Regions from separate parts of the Tachysurus vachellii genome. Here region 1 is linked to region 2. A link is a contact called in public Hi-C data. All regions are on one chromosome and are shown on one strand. Each heading gives the region's core, a stretch centred on a gene start, on an enhancer-like site or on the middle of the called end of the contact. The rest is flanking DNA. Distances are from core to core; before and after follow the strand shown.

Region 1 (4,469 bases), core at 793-3,292, 270 kb before region 2:
GCAGTCTGGTGATTACTGGAGTCAAATACCGTGGAAGTGAAACCTTTCTTGGCCACTAAAAAAAACTTTTGCATGGAATCCAAAGAAAAACTACTAGATAAAAGACCCAAACAGAACGTGATCACACGTGTCTATGGTCGTCACAGACAGCATTCAGCTCTGACAGACAGGTCACTTGTGTTGCATGCGGTTTGTGACGCAGTCAAAGCCGAGATGAAGTCATGGTGCTTTCGGACCAAAACCCACTGCATCCGGTTCTGTCCCAAAAGCAGCAGACTCCCTCACTCTCGACCACAAGATGTCACCAAGTCTTTAATATTGCACTGACCCTTAGTGACAGACCACCAACAATTAACTGGCGGATTCTCAGCCCTGCTCCTACAGCAGCCACCTCAAGTCATGCACGTTTCACTGTTTATATTTGTCCAACTCCAACAAGTCAGAGATGCGCACAGACCTCCGGGTGACTTGCTCTAACGTTGAATAAATACGAAATCTCTCAAAACCGTCCATTCGTGCATCAAACGTTCACGTATTACAGATAAGAAACCGTGCGCGTGCATGCATGTATACTGTGCATGCATGACACTTCCACAGAATTATTATTAAAACTCTACATAAAAATATTCCAGCCCGAGTGTTTGCTTGAACACAACCCGCAGGTTTGCGAGTTCTGCTCCAGAAATAGCAAGCATGTGCGGCGCCTTCACCAGCACTGATTTATGACCCTCGTGCTAAATGCCAAAGTCTAGTGCACGACCTGTTTGCAAACGATTCGGTCCCAAAAGAACGACACAGACTAAAAAAAAAAAAAGAAAAAAAAAAAGCACAAATATACCTTAATGCATGCGTCACGGCGAGGAAACGCAATATGTTTAAATGCAATTCATATAAACAGAACACACGTCTGTCTCTAATCATTCACGAAGTACAGAGCGCGCGTGCTTCAACCCCGTTAATCTAACAGGCAGCACAGTACATAATGTGCGCGAGCCCTTTGGATTTCGACCAACTGAACTTTAAAGCGGTCGTGGAAACGGTTTGTGCGCGAGAGCTCGAGTAACGGCTCCGGTCGGTTAGGTTTTAAGTTTTTTTTTTTTTTTTTTTTTTAAAAACGTGTTCAGTTGGGCAACAGGTTGTGAGCTAAAGAGTTGATGAAGGCGTGTTTACGGCATGTGAGGAGAGCTGGAAGCTGGCGTGTACTAAAAAAAAAAAAAAACACACAAGTCAACAGTGTGCTAAAGAAGCTAACGGCTGTGGGGACGTTTATTAGCCGTGAGCTAAACTGTGGAGATGTTTATTATTAGCCGTGAGCTAAAAGAGTGGCGTGAATCCGCCCGGACGGCACTGACAGCCACGCTGTGACACGTCGTTTAACACAAAAACAGACGCAGAGAAAAGTACAAAAACACACAGCACAAACGCGCGGAGTGTAAAATCGCCTAAAGGACCAGAAAAAAGAGCAAGAGAGAGAAAAAAAACAGCCGTTAAACTGCCTTTAAAAAGCGCGAGACTGAAAACGGCCCGAAAATCACACGGTTCATCAACATTACGGCGACTTTTAAAGTCCAGGCGTTACTTCAGATAGCTAATCCGTCCTGGCCAGACACGCAGCGCTTCAACATTTTTCTTCATGTTCAAACACACACACAAACGCACTCACACACACTCTCTCGCGCGCGCGCTCGCGCCGCAGCCCACGACACAGCGCGAGCTCAAGCCGTAAGAGTCTCGTGCTGGATCGGTCAAGGGCGTAATAGCACCAAAGCGTCCTGATAAAACATTAAACACTGAACCCGCACTTCAGACTAATACACAACAGTCTCACGGTCATAAATCACAAAATAAGGTGTTTTTTAAAAAAGAAAAACTATCCTATGAAACAATTTTGATAAACACCCGCGTGGATGAACAGCAGCACAGAACAAGCGGCACATTAGTGAGAAAAAATAATGTAAAAAAAAAAATCATCACCTGGTAGCGCTTTCCTAGAAACTTCTTGCATCACCACTTCTAAGAACCCCTGTTCTAAGAATCAGCTCGGCTCAATTCTCGGAATTTGAGCTTGCGGTCGTACCATTTTTACAGGGCGGGGGTGTGCGTGATTTTAAAACGCGTCTCTATTTCGTCGAAATCAAAACTAAATTTTCACTCAAATCACCAAACGACGTTAATAAACTCCGTCGGCGTGTAATCTATCTTAGAGATGTGAAGAAAAATAAGAAAAACCCTGTACATTTAGTAGGCCAAAGTGGTTCAGAGTGTTCGTTGCTACCTCTGACTTGGACCGTTCCAGACTCAGACAGTCACGTGATACAAAGGGGAAAAAAAAACAAAAAAAACTTGGTAACGTCAGGCGTGCAGGCTGCGTCCAAAACGCGCATACTAGCGTACTAAGTATGTAGAATAGCCCGCGTGTTTAAGCCCAGCCTCAAAATTCTCAGAACTAATTTACTATTCTGTTCCATTCGCTGCGTGTTAAAACCTCCCCAGTGCTCCTACACACACTACAGTGCACAGGGAGCTCCTTCACCAGGACCGTCGCTCTCACTATACTTACTTTCCGGAACATTAGACAGTATAGATTTAAAAAAAACTGCACTTTTATTTTTTTCTCACGTCTTGGATTTAATGATACTCGATCCGTGTGGTGTCTCTGCCTGCTTTTGTCCTTTTGTCCGAGTTGTATGTGTCAGAAACGTGCATGCTGTAAGTAACACGTTCGTATGCTGGTGTCTTGTGTGTGAAACGTGTAAATGTGTAAACAAACCGGTGGACAGGACGTGAGAGTAAACGTGCAGTGCGTTACTGCTGTGACCCTGCTGTGTATTTAATATACAGTGTTTCCACGTGCGACTCTTACTTCAGCATGAATGCAGTTAATTAATAAATCAATCAATTAATTAATTAATTAACCGATCAATTGTGGTCTCAGCTGTGTAATAATCCGAGTGGACAAGTCTTAAAGTGTTGGTTTGGATCTTTTACCATCGGTTTAGTTGGTAAACATGTCTTAACCCTTTTTCTTGCTCATGACCAAAGTAAACAGTTTGTAACATGCAGCAGTGGTGACTCGGTGTAAACAGACGGGTTTATTTATTAGTATATTAATAATAGGTGTATGGAACAAACTAAACAAAGTGAAATGGAACCGGTAGCAGACGTGTAAAGTCACGTGTGTCTTTAAGATGATCACCTGAGGGTTAAATCTGCAGCCATTTTGCTGTGATTTTATTTTAAAAGACATGAATGCTTCTTCTCACACCGTGTACTGAGGCAGTAAGGGACAGGTTAGCTTGATCTGCCTGTGTGTGTGTGTGTGTGTGTGTGCGCGCGCGTGTGTGTGTGTGTGTGTGTGTGTGCGCGTGTGCGTGTGCGTGTGTGCGCGTGTGTGCGCAACAGCAGGTGATAGGGCATGCAGGAAAACTTTTAGAATAATTGATTTTATTGTTGTTGTTGTTGTTTTGGGTGAGGGGGATTTTGGGGACTAAAACTCTTTGGCCTTTTTAATCTGAGAATTAAGAAGAATTAATTCCACTTGTTTACTCTTAGTGATGGAGGAACCGATGTTAAAGTGGCTGCATGGACATGTTGAAGAAGCACAGGTCAATAAGTAAAGGTGGGACTCCATGCTGTGTAGGAGAAAGTGACCTAACTGTCCAAACTAAACACGCTGTCCTGTGGGGTAAAGGGCAATAGTGTTTTATTGGTAACACTGCTAAAGCAGTTACACTACAGACGGATTCAGTTCACATAGGGGTCCTTATTATTATTGTTGTTGTTGTGTAATAATATTATTACACTCGTACGTTTTAACTGAGATGGACAAGATTAGTGTTCCTTGAGCTTTTAGATTATTGTTTTTCAAGAAAAGATTCAGTTTGTTATTGTCGGCCACATTCTACATGCATCACTGTCACTGAACTGGAATGATACCATGAATGTTAAGGAACAAAATGTTCTAGATAAACCTGGCTCAGCCTTTAAACCACAATAGAGCTCGGCAACCGAGTTGGGCGAGATTCTGCCACACAACAGCAAGTTCACCTGCTCTATTTGTTTTTCTGTATCAGAAACGACTTATCTATGCAGTCAAATTGCCTAATGTATTAGATCTAAGCTGACTAAGTTTGATTAGAATATTTAGCTCTTTTTAGTTTGAAGAGTCTGTGGGAAAAGAGCACACCATTCACCCGCATGCTTTCACAGCACAGCGAGTGTGTGCTGTTTGGGCAGGTTTGCATATTATTCAACCTGAAACCTGTTGCTGACATGGCAGAGCAGCCCCGCCTGACACGAATAGTATGTCATTACTGCCTGTAGGTTTGCACGTGTTTGTGTATGCATGCACCGTGTAGTGCTACAGGTCACATTCATGTAGTGTTCAGTCTGTGAATAATTTACAAAACAGTCTTTTTACATTTGCAGTACTGAATAGGACCTTGACCACTGACTGCTTGTTTCCACAA
Region 2 (4,633 bases), core at 884-3,383:
ATGTCACTCTGGGTGACTGATATTATCTATATGTGAGAGTGTGCATCCATAATGTAGAGTGACAAGACAAGTGACCACAGTTAATGGCAAAATAAGCGTATTCATGCTTCCTATTTTAAAGTATGAGAGTAAGACAAATGTGTATGCAAACCTAATTGAATTAGAAAAAAAAGAGAAATAAAACAGATCTGGTAACATTTTCATGCACTAACCTCCCACATAAACTGTATGTGTTGCTGCTTCAGAGCACCAGGATTTCCTGCTCAGACATAAGCTGTGTCTGTGCAGGGTTCCTCCAGGTTCTCCAATGAGCCCTACCCTCTAAAAGGGTCCTACCTCTGCTAGGTGAACTGAATATGTTAAAAAGGTTGTATATTTGAATATGTATGTGCGTTACAGACTAGACATATAGAGCTGACCAGACATATAGACTAGACTTGACATATAGAGTTGACTAGACATATAGTTACAGACTAGACATATACTATAGACTAGACTAGACATATAGAGTTATAGACTAGACATATAGAGTTATAGACTAGGCATATAGACTAGACTAGACATGTAGAGTTATAGACTAGACATATAGAGTTATAGACTAGACATATAGAGTTACAGACTAGACATATAATGTTATAGACTAGACATATAGAGTTATAGACTAGACATATAGAGTTGACTAGAAATATAGAGTTATAGACTATACATATAGTTATAGACTAGACATATGGAGTTACAGACTAGACATATATAGTTACAGACTAGACATATAGACTAGACTAGACATATAGAGTTATAGACTAGACATATAGAGTTGACTAGAAATATAGAGTTATAGACTAGACATATAGACTAGACTAGACATATAGAGTTATAGACTAGGCATATAGACTAGACTAGACATGTAGAGTTATAGACTAGACATATAGAGTTATAGACTAGACATACAGAGTTATAGACTAGGCATATAGACTACACTAGACATATAGAGTTACAGACTAGACATATAGAGTTATAGACTAGGCATATAGTCTAGACTAAACATATAGAGTTATAGACTAGACATATAAAGTTATAGACTAGACATATAGAGTTATAGACTAGACATATAGAGTTATAGACTAGACATATAGAGTTACAGACTAGACATATAGAGTTACAGACTAGACATATAGAGTTATAGACTAGACATATAGAGTTATAGACTAGACATATAGAGTTACAGACTAGACATGTAGAGTTATAGACTAGACATATAGAGTTATAGACTAGACATATAGAGTTGACTAGAAATATAGTTACAGACTAGACATATAGAGTTATAGACTAGACATATAGAGCTGACTAGAAATATAGAGTTACAGACTAGACATATATACTGTAGTTATAGACTAGACATATATAGTTGACTAGACATATAGAGTTACAGACTAGACATATATAGTTGACTAGACATATAGAGTTACAGACTAGACATATATAGTTATAGACTAGACATATAGAGTTGACTAGACATATAGAGTTACAGACTAGACATATATAGTTATAGACTAGGCATATAGTCTAGACTAAACATATAGAGTTATAGACTAGACATATAAAGTTATAGACTAGACATATAGAGTTACAGACTAGACATATAGAGTTATAGACTAGACATATAGAGTTATAGACTAGACATATAGAGTTACAGACTAGACATATAGAGTTATAGACTAGACATATAGAGTTATAGACTAGACATATAGAGTTGACTAGAAATATAGTTACAGACTAGACATATAGAGTTATAGACTAGACATATAGAGCTGACTAGAAATATAGAGTTACAGACTAGACATATATACTGTAGTTATAGACTAGACATATATAGTTGACTAGACATATAGAGTTACAGACTAGACATATATAGTTGACTAGACATATAGAGTTACAGACTAGACATATATAGTTATAGACTAGACATATAGAGTTACAAACTAGACATATAGAGTTATAGACTAGACATATATAGTTATAGACTAGACATATAGAGTTACAGACTAGACATATAGAGTTACAAACTAGACATATAGAGTTACAAACTAGACATATAGAGTTGTGGCAGACATGTATTTCTTTATTTGGTCACGCCCACTGCTTAAACCCGGAAGAAGGAAGAGAAATCTCTATTGCACTTGTTACTGTGTTGTATCGATAAAACTTCTCGAGCCAGAGGCCGGTAAGTGTTTACTTTTTTATGTTTTTATTTAAAGACTCACCAGAACCGAGTCTCTTGCGTTTTGATTCTAGATCTTGAAGTTAAACGTGTTTAACTCCCCCCAGTGTAGAAGTGACAGATTGTGTTGCTGAACAACACCGGAAGAAGATGTTGTTCATTTTTCTGTTAGTTAAAATATGGGATTGAGGTCTTTGAAAAGCTTTCACTTATTTAATCCGTGTGTTCTTTGTGCAGAAGTTCTGAAGCTTTTGCAGGGATTACACAATTCCTTTATTGCAGCTGCTTCTCTAGGAAATGTTGTGTTTAAACAAAAATGCTAAAACATTAAAGAACAAACAAGAAAAATAGATATGAACAATTATTAAAAAATGTAAAAAAAAAAGTCGGCAGCTGGAAAGTTTTGTTTTAAATGTTACAACTGGAGCCCATGTAATACCAAGCTTACTATTTGTCTTCCTGTGTGTGTGTGTGTGTGTGTGTGCCTGTCTGTCTGTTACTGTGCATCTGTTTGTCTCTATCTGTCCATCTCTGTTTTTTGTCTCTGTCTGTCTCTGTCTCTTTCTTTCTGCCTCTTTGTCTGTGTACTTCCATACCAGTTTTTTTTTAGATCTTCAGACTCACCTTGGGTAAATAAGCAGTGCAATGTCAGAAAGAGACGAGGAGACATTTAAATCTGTGAAGCTTGAGCAGCATGAAGCTGATTCACCCAACACAGTCCCCGAGGACCTTCAGTCCAACCCCAGTGCCCCGTCTTCAGCTGTCACTCACAGCACTGAGACTGAAGAGAAGACATTGCCACCAGCATCCAGCACTACAACCACCAATGCAGATCCAGGACAAAGGTGGACCACAGCAGTGAACCAGTTCAAGCTCAAGAGATTCTTTGTCCTTCGGGTAATATAAAGGATCTTGTTTATTAGATAAAATTTCAAACTGTGCAATTTTTTGCAGGAGATCAGTAAAACAAAGCTTGATGTGTGTTGTTTAGGTAAAGTTCCCTCAGGTCTAACAATGAAGTGATCCGCTACCCACCCATAGTAAACATAGTTAGTCATGTGTCTGTAAATCCAAAGAGCTTACCTTCCTTCCTTTATCGTTCTCGCACACACACACACACACACACACACTCTTTCACACACACACTCCAACCTACATCTAGCTACCTGGTGTTTCTCCACATTGACCTCGCAGAATTTGGTAATCAAATCCTGTTTGCCTGGCAACTAACCCAGACATTGTTCACAGCCTTGTTGCAGTAACAGAACTGTCTGAAGTAAAAAAAAAAATATATATATGCACAGCAATTTCAAATTCAACACCTCCCAGGTTTCTGTTCAGCTTTTTTGTCACAAAAACACACAATTATGCACAAAAAAGTGATTTATCAAACCCCGTACATAATTACACAAGAATAATGTCCTGTATTAATTATTTATTTAAAATCTAATATTCAGTTAGTTATGCATGAAGTGAGTTTGTGTTGTTTATCCTAGTATAATGTTTTGTGTCCCATAGACAATCCTAATTTTCATGAAATATTAGAAGCATTAACAGTAACAGCTTATCAGTGAACAGGCCTAATAGGGTGGTCCTAATTCCCAAGTACACCTTCTCACCTCATTGACTGATGATATTTGCTTTTGGTTTATTGGTTTAGCCTGGGACTCTAGACAATGCAATTGAAGACGTCAAATCGCTGGTAGACCAGAAGGTGGACGGTCCTGTCCTGAACGTTTGGCTGCTGGTTGAGTATGTTCTTTTTTTGTTATTATTAATAAAACAAGCAAAACCAGACATTATAAAATATGAGTTTTGTATACTCTATGCTCAGTATGTATGCCACCACACCCTGGTATACTGCTTCACAGTTTTATTGGTTTGCCTTTAACCGATTGGAATTTTAGTGCGTAGATCATCAGTATGCTTTTTGCAGTATGGTATTAGGTGCTAGTTAAGAGTTTATCTGCTGTAGTTATTCACAATAAGATTGTTCAATTGCACCCATGTTCCTATTTGAAAGACACCGTTAACTGTTGTGAAAGAACTTCCTGTTCAGTATTTTATGTATGTTATCTAGAACCCCTTCATTGAGGTTGGTTTGGTGACACCTTTGTTGGAAAATTTTCATAAGAATTCGTCATGCTAAATGAAGTACAGAAAGTATAAACCTTATGACTTTAAACCGCCCAGTGTACTTTAGAGACTGTGTTATTCTTGCAAATCCAGATATAGCGATTGCATCATCTTTTTAAACTTGTGCAGGTGACTATGTGACAAGGAGGAAGCCTCTATGGAAATGGTAAACAAATCATTCTGAACACTTTAAAGCTAAGGATTTCCTTTTACCCAATAACCTCTGACACATTTCTCCAAGCCCACACACAAACTGTGTCATATAATGTGGCAACAATG

Evidence for each region. Hi-C and Micro-C count contacts between places; a contact is called where the count stands out from the background.
Region 1: a Hi-C map of muscle shows a contact between it and region 2, with 2.3 times the contacts expected there. The contact joins the promoter of bcl6aa here to the promoter of tprg1 in region 2. A contact is called at or near these places in 2 of 3 Hi-C or Micro-C datasets (blood and muscle).

The regions. Positions count from the first base shown.
Region 1 is chr4:11,253,234-11,257,702 of HZAU_Pvac_v1, reverse strand. bcl6aa (BCL6A transcription repressor a) reads right to left here and starts at 2,042. Exons shown (of 10, transcript XM_060867727.1): 1 at 1,975-2,042. The coding sequence starts at 2,005.
Region 2 is chr4:10,979,173-10,983,805 of HZAU_Pvac_v1, reverse strand. tprg1 (tumor protein p63 regulated 1) reads left to right here and starts at 2,133. Exons shown (of 6, transcript XM_060867720.1): 1 at 2,133-2,221; 2 at 2,818-3,115; 3 at 3,879-3,970. The coding sequence starts at 2,864.